3 separate regions of the Gossypium hirsutum genome follow, and regions 2 and 3 are each linked to region 1. The links are chromatin contacts, called in public Hi-C maps. All regions are on one chromosome and are shown on one strand. Each heading gives the region's core, a stretch centred on a gene start, on an enhancer-like site or on the middle of the called end of the contact. The rest is flanking DNA. Distances are from core to core; before and after follow the strand shown.

Region 1 (3,025 bases), core at 358-2,857:
GCAATATAAGATGTTTGATTGAATAATATGCATCAACTATGCACTAGACCTTATAAGATAACATGTGATAGTTCAATCTTTTGAATATTACCACTGGACCATGGTACGGAAACAACATAGAACTTCATATATAAACAAGCCCTTGTGCTTTCACTTCTAAATGTAAGAATTCTTTTAAAAAGTTATTTTTTGTCTTATTCTTTGTTTTAATCATTAGAGATGCTGAAAAACTCAGTCTTTAAAAGGTTTCATATATTTTTCAATAGGAGTCATTTAAAGAGTTAAATTTAAGGATTGAAAACTTTTACTGCTATGTCAACAGCTCATAAAAATTCACTGAAACACAGAAACTCTGATTGTATGAACTAGAGAACTTTGAGCAGGAAGTAAGCTATAGATCCAAGTAAATCAATTTCAACATTCAAAGAAAAAAAAATATGCTCTTGATCATAAAGTAGAGCATCTGCATCTTGCAAAGAGAGATCAAATTATAGCATACTAGACTCAGTTTTGCATCAAAGAGACACCAGTAGAAACTAAATCACCAAGCAAACTGCCCTTTTATTTTATATTTTGCAATTGACTAAAAGGCTAGAACCAAGTTCATATATGGAACAGCCAGTTAACTCTTTCCATAAAAGAAGAAAAAAAACCTTAAAAGCACCGAACCATTATAACTAAGTCTAGAATATCCAAATGAATTAGAGCAGAAAAAATCGATTTTGATATGATCAAATCTTAAAAACCATGAATTTAAGCAAGGTATTGACAAAACAGAGATTAGCAAAAACATACAAAGTAATAGTTAGTAAGAAAAAAGAACAAAAATGTGATTGAGAAATGATCTAGAAACAAGCAAAATACAAAACCCAATTCGTAAATCTCATCAAATATTAATACAAAAAAAGGGACTTAAAAATCTAAAGAAAAAGAGATCGTGTTTGTTTACACTCACCAGCTATAAGAAGAATTTCAGGGGGCTCCCCTTACCCTTCTTCTTTTTTTCTCTACCAGGAATTACGATCAAATAAAAGAGTTAACAATGGATCTGATTATATGATAATGTCAATGGCTTAGAGATACAAATTCAAAGGATTTAAGGGTTAGGCTTTTCCAAGGAGGTGAGGGAGCCGAGTGCAGAGACGAGACAACCCCAGATTTGCATTTACTCTGGTTACTGGTTTAGCCACCCCTTAATTTCCTGGGCTTATTTTTTGGGCCTTATATTCCCCTTGGACTTCATCATAGATAAAAAAGGGTGTCTCTTTCCATATCTTGACAAAGAATTGGTTTTCAATGCGTATGAAAGTTGAAAACTTTAGTTGTGGAGAAACCATATGCAGAAAACTATAGTTGAAATGAAGCAGGAATGTTTGAGCACCTAGGGTAAAGACTAGAGAAGGATGTCCTTCCAGTACTACTAATAGTGATGGAAAGAGGAATGTATGTTGGTTTTGCTTTGAACTTCCCACATAAAAAGCCAGATTATGATATGGACTTATATGGCTGACTGATCATGTTCTTAAATGGTAGGGGCCATGGAAGACTAGAGCATAGCTAATATTTAGCCAACATTTATCATTTTGCAGGTGCCTTATCTACACAAAAGCTTAAGCTTTGTTTGGTTTTGTGTCATAAAATGCAGTTGACATTGCCAACCTTGTTCAGTAGATGGTTTCGGCGGTATTGCAGTTTGGTGATGCAGAAAGGACCCACCTCCCATACCCCATTACCACCTTTCATTTTGCCTAGGTGCACGAACTTACAGCTACTGCTGCTGCTGTAGCAGCTAAGGTGAAAACCTTGGCCGCTTCCTTGTGGTTAAATGTAATGTTTTGGCTCTCCAAAACTAACTGGACCACCTTCCATGGTTTTGACTTTTGTACACCAAAATCTGTGCCAAAGGATTTATTTCATCTATTGCATTCATTGTTTTTTGGTACTCATGGATCAGACATCAAATGAGATTGATAATAAGACTCGAACTTTAATTCTTTTCTAAAACGTTAATGAGTACTCAATCAACTGGAATAATCATATATTATCTGTATGTACTGTAGCACATTTTAACTATATGCCGACAAAACAAGAGTAGACATTGTTTGATTCGGTGACAGATATGAGGGTAAATAAAATAGATGGTCATAAATTTCTCCCTAACATTGAAAATGAAGGGGCAAGATCAAAAGTTGAGGGCGTGCTTGATCACACACACTTGGTAAATAGGTTGCCGACAGTTTGATAAGATATTACCTAGGATACCAACACTTTAGGTGCCCTGAGCTAGCACAATTCTATCAATCTTGGTTCTACTGGGCCTTTGTCAAATATAAAAATGTTCCAAGCAAACTCTCAACTTTACACTTCTGCCTACTGCACTGATCTTTTGATCATGTAATTCTGTGAAAAGCTTGGGCCTTTTGGTTTATGCTTACATATTAACAAAAAAAAAATCAAATCTTGCAAGATTACTGGTTTAATTAGATATTGAATTAAAAGCTTAATATAAGGTGAACACTGGTTCTGGTTGCCATGAAATGAGGAAAGACTTTGTTCTTTCCTATTCCGAACAGCTACATTTTGTTGATCTTAAGTTACAGTTACCTCAATTTCGACCACATAATTATGTCCATTCTTGTTTCCGTGGGTAGTCATGTTTCAAACTTGATCATAGAAATATGGATTATATTCAAGAAGCCTTTCACTTATATTCTTATTTGTTGTTTGTTGATGTCTTTATGTAGCAAGTTGGGTTGTTAAAGAGTTGTATGATAGGGTGATACTAAGAGGGTCGAAGCGACACTTTTTGATACTAAGGGCCAGTAGCAATGTTTTTAAAAAGTACTTTTAAAAAGTGTTATGGAAAAGTATTTTGAGAAGTATTTTTGATAAATTTAGTTTAAGATTTGAGTGTTTAGTATTGTTTTTAAAATGTCCATTTTAGATATGATATTATCAAATAACAAATATGCATTTAAATAATATTCAAATTAGTTAATATTATTATGTTTTAGTAAGAATATAA
Region 2 (2,966 bases), core at 16-2,515, 170 kb after region 1:
ATCATAATTCAAGATGGTTTTCGATTTTTTATATTCATTTTTAGTTTTAGTACTTTGTATATTATTTGATAAAATTCTAAAATCTTTTTCATAAATATTTACTAAAAACACATAATTTTTTAAATAAAATAAATAACAATTATTAACTTTTATATGATATTTTTTAAACAATATCTCTATTTTTATTATTTTAAATATAAGTTTTTAAATAAAATAAAAAAATATAATGAATAAGACCAACTTTTTAAGCCAAAACATTTCAATATTCAATGAATTTATAAAATTTCAATTTTTCTTATTCAATTGATTGTGAGAATGGTGGTTGTAGCCCACTTAGCCCCCCCTCGGAAGAAAAATGTGAAAGTGGTCGACGGCTGGCCCAAAATGAAAACTTAGGTGAGCTGATAGTGCTTGATTTTATTTTTATTTTTTTTGTGCAAATGAAAATGTTTGACTTAATCACCGACCCATTCATCAAGATGTTAAATCATAACTTTGTTTTTATATTTTTTTTAATTTTAAATTCAAAATTCCCCCGAATGGTAACAATGTAAAAATCTGGATCTGGGGTAGTGGCTAGGAACTCCGGCGGGGGGGGAGATTCTGGCTTCGAAAGTGGTCCTCCACAAAGCGGTACCATCACCGTTTGCAGCGGAGGCGCATGCATGCTTACAAGCTATGCAGTTGGGGATTCACCTGGGCCTCGAATCCGTAATAATCGAAGGTGATTCAATGACAACAATCAAGAAATGCAGTTCAGCAAACCCGGATAAGTCAGTAATCGGGGCCATTATTAGGGATATTCACCGGCAAAAAGAACATTTTCAGAGGGTAGTTTTCCAATATACACCTAAATCTGCGAATCTCCTTGCTCACACCCTAGCCTATGAAAGTTTGAAGAAGGGGGAGGAATTTTACCTGGACGGACATTTGCCTGACTTGGTTCGTGGTGTGTTGGAGATGAGAAGGCAAAGAAACCCGGATTGAAAGCTGCTTGGAGGCTGCTCTGGTAGAGGGACAGGTAGCAGAAAAGGTTTTGGTTTTTGGAAACTGGTACGTCTTGGGTATCTGGAACCGTTGAGATTGAGTGAATATGGAGGGTTGTGTTGGGTGCCAGCTGCCTTCGTCGACTGGATAGGATTGATTAGGATTTATTTTTATTTTGTTTGGCCCTTAATTTTGTGTCTTGGGCTGAGTCCATCTTCTATCTGACTCTAGGCTAGCCTTTGTTTATTTCTGCTTATTGAATAAATATCCAATCAAGTATTTTAAAAAAAAAAAAAAAGATTCTCCAAATCCCTAATTTTAAGTAATAAATTTCTTTATCATTAATGTTATAAATATTTTATTATCAAGATCAAGATAAATTTGATGTATTTTAAGACTCTAATATTTATTAAAAAATAGAGTTTTATTTTATTTATGCTTCTTGTGTTTATAAATATAGATTTTATAGAAGCATTGTAAATATCCTCCTTTATTAATAAAATACGTTCTTTTTTACTCTCTAATTGATTAATATAAACTACATTCTTTAAAAAAGTTAAGTTGTTGAACGAAATTTTTTTTTGGGTTTAACTCAAATCATTTCGTCTACTAAGATTCAAGAAATAAGGAGAATTGATTCTTTATCATTTATCATTTATTTCATAACATGTTAACGGTATATAATTTTCTTTCTAAAACCCTTTTTATGTTCTTCATAAGTTTCTAACTATGCTTGAACTTTGATTAAAATTGTGGTGAAGAGTGTTATTAACTTGGTATTATTGATTAAAGAGAAATCGAATAGGATCTAATTCAATCTCATTAATATGCTCTTGTTGAATAATTGGATTATACATTTTAATTTAATTATAAATTATAGATAATTTATTATCATAAGATTTTATAACATATATGTGATATCGAAATTTGGTACAATATGTATCTGATAACTTTCGAGCATCATATCCAAAGAAATATTTGTTTGTTTATAAATGGTTTTTACTATTAATTTATAAATGGTTTTATGAAAACAAACTTGTTTTAGTACTTGTAATGGTGCTCGTGATAATAACCTGGGTGATGATGATGTTAACGATCTTTAGGTATATTTTACTAATTTATTTTATGATAGCATGCTTATTGTAACTTGAGACTAATCACGACAACAACATAAACAAATAGATTTTGAATTGAAATCCATGCATCATTGCGATGGTAGTTATAAAGTAAAGAATCTGTTGAGACGTTTAGAAGTCCGTCCTACTAAATCTGTTGTATTTCCCGAAGTGAACGCAAACATAAAGGAAATTTTAAAGGATATGATTATGGACATGATAAATGACATAATAATAGCTACTATAAGTTGAAACATAATAATAAATAAGAGAACAATGAGATTTCACAACATGACCCTTCAAATGTTAGAGATAACTTATTGTACCAATGTGATATGGAAGATCATTGGTAGAGAAAACTTATGTTATCAATGTGATATGAAAATTAGTTGAAAGCTCCAAAAGAGCTAATATATCAATATATGAAAGAACAAAATTTGTGATGATTAATGTATTAGTTTTAAAAGATATTCACTGTAATGGATCTCATATTGAGATTGTTAATGAGAAAAAGACTATATTTGGTATGAAAAAGATTTGATTATTTAATTATATCATGCATGGTCCATGAATGCTTAAAGATTTGATATGCATGTTAGAAAGATAATTGTGACATTTCTTATATGCGAAATTGAATTGACCAAGATCATCTGCTATGATCTTTTTTCATCATCAACCCCATGAACAGCTGAAGTAGAATATTTGATTGGAATATTTGACTAAATAAATATTTTTCTTGTGTAATTGTGATTTGAAATCAAGTTATTCCTGAAGATTATTTGACCATGTAATATCCACTTGAATTGTGGAATAATTTTAAGAGAAAAATATGACCATTGAAATACGATAATTTTATGATTTGAT
Region 3 (3,079 bases), core at 123-2,622, 210 kb after region 1:
TAAAGTTTAGTGGCTAATTTAGAATCTAAAAAATAAATTTAAAAACTTACTTCAACAAATGGTATGATAATAAACGGTAAAAGATATGGTCTGAAATCGGTAAAACTACCATGAAGACCCCTATATTAGGAATCGATTGCATTTTACTTCATTTATCAAAAAATAGCAAATTAGTCATTATATATTAGATTAAAGAGCAATTTGGTTCTTCTGTTAACAATTTCATCCATTTTTTCTATTAAAAATCAATCTTTATGCGTCAGCATAAAGTACATGTGGCATGTTATATGTCACTATCTGGTTATTCTATCAACTACACTAATTTTTACCAGTACAAATAGATGACATTTTTAATAGAAAGGACCGTTGTGTCATTTAATCTAATATACAGGGACTAGTTTGATATTTTTTGCAGTCTGAAATCATGTTGAAGCTTTTGAGCAAATTAAAAGACCCAGTTTTGTTTTTTGCCAAAAACGAAAACCTTTTTTGTGATAGCATTTGAGCAAAATTTCCTTTTAATTGCTTCAACAAATAGTATAAGAATAACCAATAAAGGAATTTATATTTATCACGTAATCTTTTAATAATCTACTTTGAATTTGAATCCAAAATCGATCCAGACCCAAAGAAGCTGCTATAAACTTCATGTGTTCTATGGATTACTGTCAGCTATGTCAATTTTCTAACAAGAAGAAATCAACTTGAGGGAGAAAAATACAGTTGAAACGAGTAAAATCGATAAGGGAAACTCACATTTAAGGCCAATCTTCTATGAATGTTGTAGCGCTCAACAGCAAGAACAAGTATAAAACTACCCAGAACCAGGGTAATCACATCATCCATATACGAGTGGGCAACACTATCTGCAGAAGAAATTCCAAAGAGGGGAAACAGAAAGAGAGGTGCCATGGAGGTGATTGGCATCGGCACGGCCTCAGTGAGCCACCAAGAGAAGACCCAGGCTAGAACAGCTAACATGTTCCGGCTAGTCACTGGGCCATCGAACTTCACAAAAACACACACGATGGCACACAATATGGGTCCTAACACCACATAGAAACTTTTAAGTGAGATCAAGGATTTCAGAGAAAAGGGTGAACTCGATGACGACTCCACCGATTCGTTGATGGGGAGAAGTGGGGCTTTTGAATCATCGGAATTGTCACCGGCGGGCATTTTTCCGGCGAGATGGATATAAATTAAGTGTGGTGGAAAATAAGAGGCTTGGACAAGGCTTGCTTTTATATCTAAAACTTCGGACGGAGGCTAGCTGCTGACAAATTCGCTTTTCCCCGTAATTAGTTGTTTTTGGCATATAGCTTACAAATGTTGATTAGTATAAAACATTAGAAACCATAATGATTCGATAAATTTAATAAATTTAAATATATATATATATATATATATAGGAATATGTGTGGATTCAAAGTAGGGATGCATGGGTAGGGCCAATTACAGATCATCAACAAAGCCACGTGGGTATTTTTATTCCACAACTTATCTTAGCCTTTGTAGATTAGTCCTTTCATGGGTTATTGATTGTTACATACAAGGTATAATTTCTCAAAATGTTTCAACTAATTGAGATATGGGACTGATGAGTATTTTTCTGCCGTGTTTCGGGATAATTGAATATTTATACACATGGTTATTATTCATAGAATTAACGTTCTTGTTAAGCTCTATGTATGTTGTACACGTATATTGCTCTGGTCTACCTACTGGACTTTGTAGTCTTCACATGTGAACTCCTTGATATATGCAAACTGGGATTGCGAACTTCCCTTGCGAGATCTTTTGACGAACCCCCACTATAAGACCTGCATGCACTCAATTGGTAGGCCTAACCTATTCGCGGATAGATAATCTAAATTTTATCTAAACTTTGAGTTGATGATACAAATACGTAACATGGAGGATAATGGAAAAAAGTGTGAGAGCCCCAGTCAACCAGACATTTGTTTGATTCAAGAAAACAAATTCATGGAAAATAAATAAAAAGAAAAGTGCCAACAATTTGTTTGTAGAAAAATGAAAACGAAGGTAGAGAAATAAAGAAAAATAGTAAATGTGTTTGGAAGTGATAGCTTTTGTCTGTCTGTTTTGCAAGTGACAATTTTTTAAAAACAAAAATTACTTGATAAAGATTAAGCTGACATCTTAGGTTTATAGCTATCTGTTTGGGGAGATTACTTCTTAGCCTGTCACTGTTTTTGTTCTACCATATTTGAATTTTCTTATTCAGGTAACCATAATTGAATTTTAATTAGTAGGAACAAGTTAAGTCATATGTAATTCATTTAATGCAAATAAATTAACAATTAGATTTGGATGAAAATAATTGGGTATTTAAATAAATTCATAATTGAGTTGATAATTCGATCTCAATAAAAAATTTAAATAATAATATCGATAAATAAAGAAGATGTGATGTATCATTAAAGGGGAAGAGAATGTTGGACAAAACACGTTAACAAACAAATATAAATATAAATAATTATATTAAATATAAGATCTGAACAAGTGATAGAAACAAATATTTATATATATGAAAAAAAATAATTAAATAAACAAGATTATGAAAACTAGAAATCAAATAAGAGAATCAAGTTTTATTAAATGTTGAGGCCTATTAATACAGTTTTCTTAAAACAGATTCGGGCGCTCCTATGGTACTTGGAGAAATGTAGGTCGATTGTCTCCCAGGATACAACAACAAGATGATCGAAACAGTAATACCTCTACAGTGATCAACGAACAAAACCTTGTCTTCATCTATCACGGAAACATATGAAAATATGAAGAGAGAAAGAGAAGAATTTTCGAAAGCAAAATAAATTTGTTGTGAGTGTGTGTCTAAAAAATTCTGTAGAATTCTTTAGGCTTTTATAGGCATTCAATATAGTGGAATTTTAAAGATTTTCATGAATAAATATACAAAATCTGCATTAAATGAGTTTTTAAATCAATTTTGTTGAGATCATATTAGGCTAAAATATCTACAAACCTATTTTGGACCCGATTGATCTAGACATTTCACGTCAACCATGTTGTGTGAGTGCACCCCAAGTATGAG

What was found. Hi-C and Micro-C count contacts between places; a contact is called where the count stands out from the background.
Region 2: a contact with region 1 is called in a Hi-C map of leaf, with 2.7 times the contacts expected there. The contact joins the promoter of LOC107910085 here to the promoter of LOC107910093 in region 1. A contact is called at or near these places in 3 of 34 Hi-C or Micro-C datasets (all in leaf).
Region 3: a contact with region 1 is called in a Hi-C map of leaf, with 2.7 times the contacts expected there. The contact joins the promoter of LOC107910082 here to the promoter of LOC107910093 in region 1. A contact is called at or near these places in 10 of 34 Hi-C or Micro-C datasets (anther, fibers, hypocotyl and 2 more).

The regions. Positions count from the first base shown.
Region 1 is chrD06:58,104,756-58,107,780 of Gossypium_hirsutum_v2.1, reverse strand. It overlaps LOC107910093 (ras-related protein RABA5a), which reads right to left and starts at 1,607. Exons shown (of 5, transcript XM_016837852.2): 1 at 956-1,607.
Region 2 is chrD06:57,930,929-57,933,894 of Gossypium_hirsutum_v2.1, reverse strand. LOC107910085 (cysteine proteinase inhibitor 1) reads right to left here and starts at 1,265. Exons shown (of 2, transcript XM_041095950.1): 1 at 919-1,265. LOC107910084 (a long non-coding RNA gene) reads left to right here and starts at 252. Exons shown (of 2, transcript XR_001687462.2): 1 at 252-396; 2 at 574-1,296.
Region 3 is chrD06:57,896,685-57,899,763 of Gossypium_hirsutum_v2.1, reverse strand. LOC107910082 (tonoplast dicarboxylate transporter) reads right to left here and starts at 1,372. Exons shown (of 6, transcript XM_016837835.2): 1 at 757-1,372. The coding sequence starts at 1,179.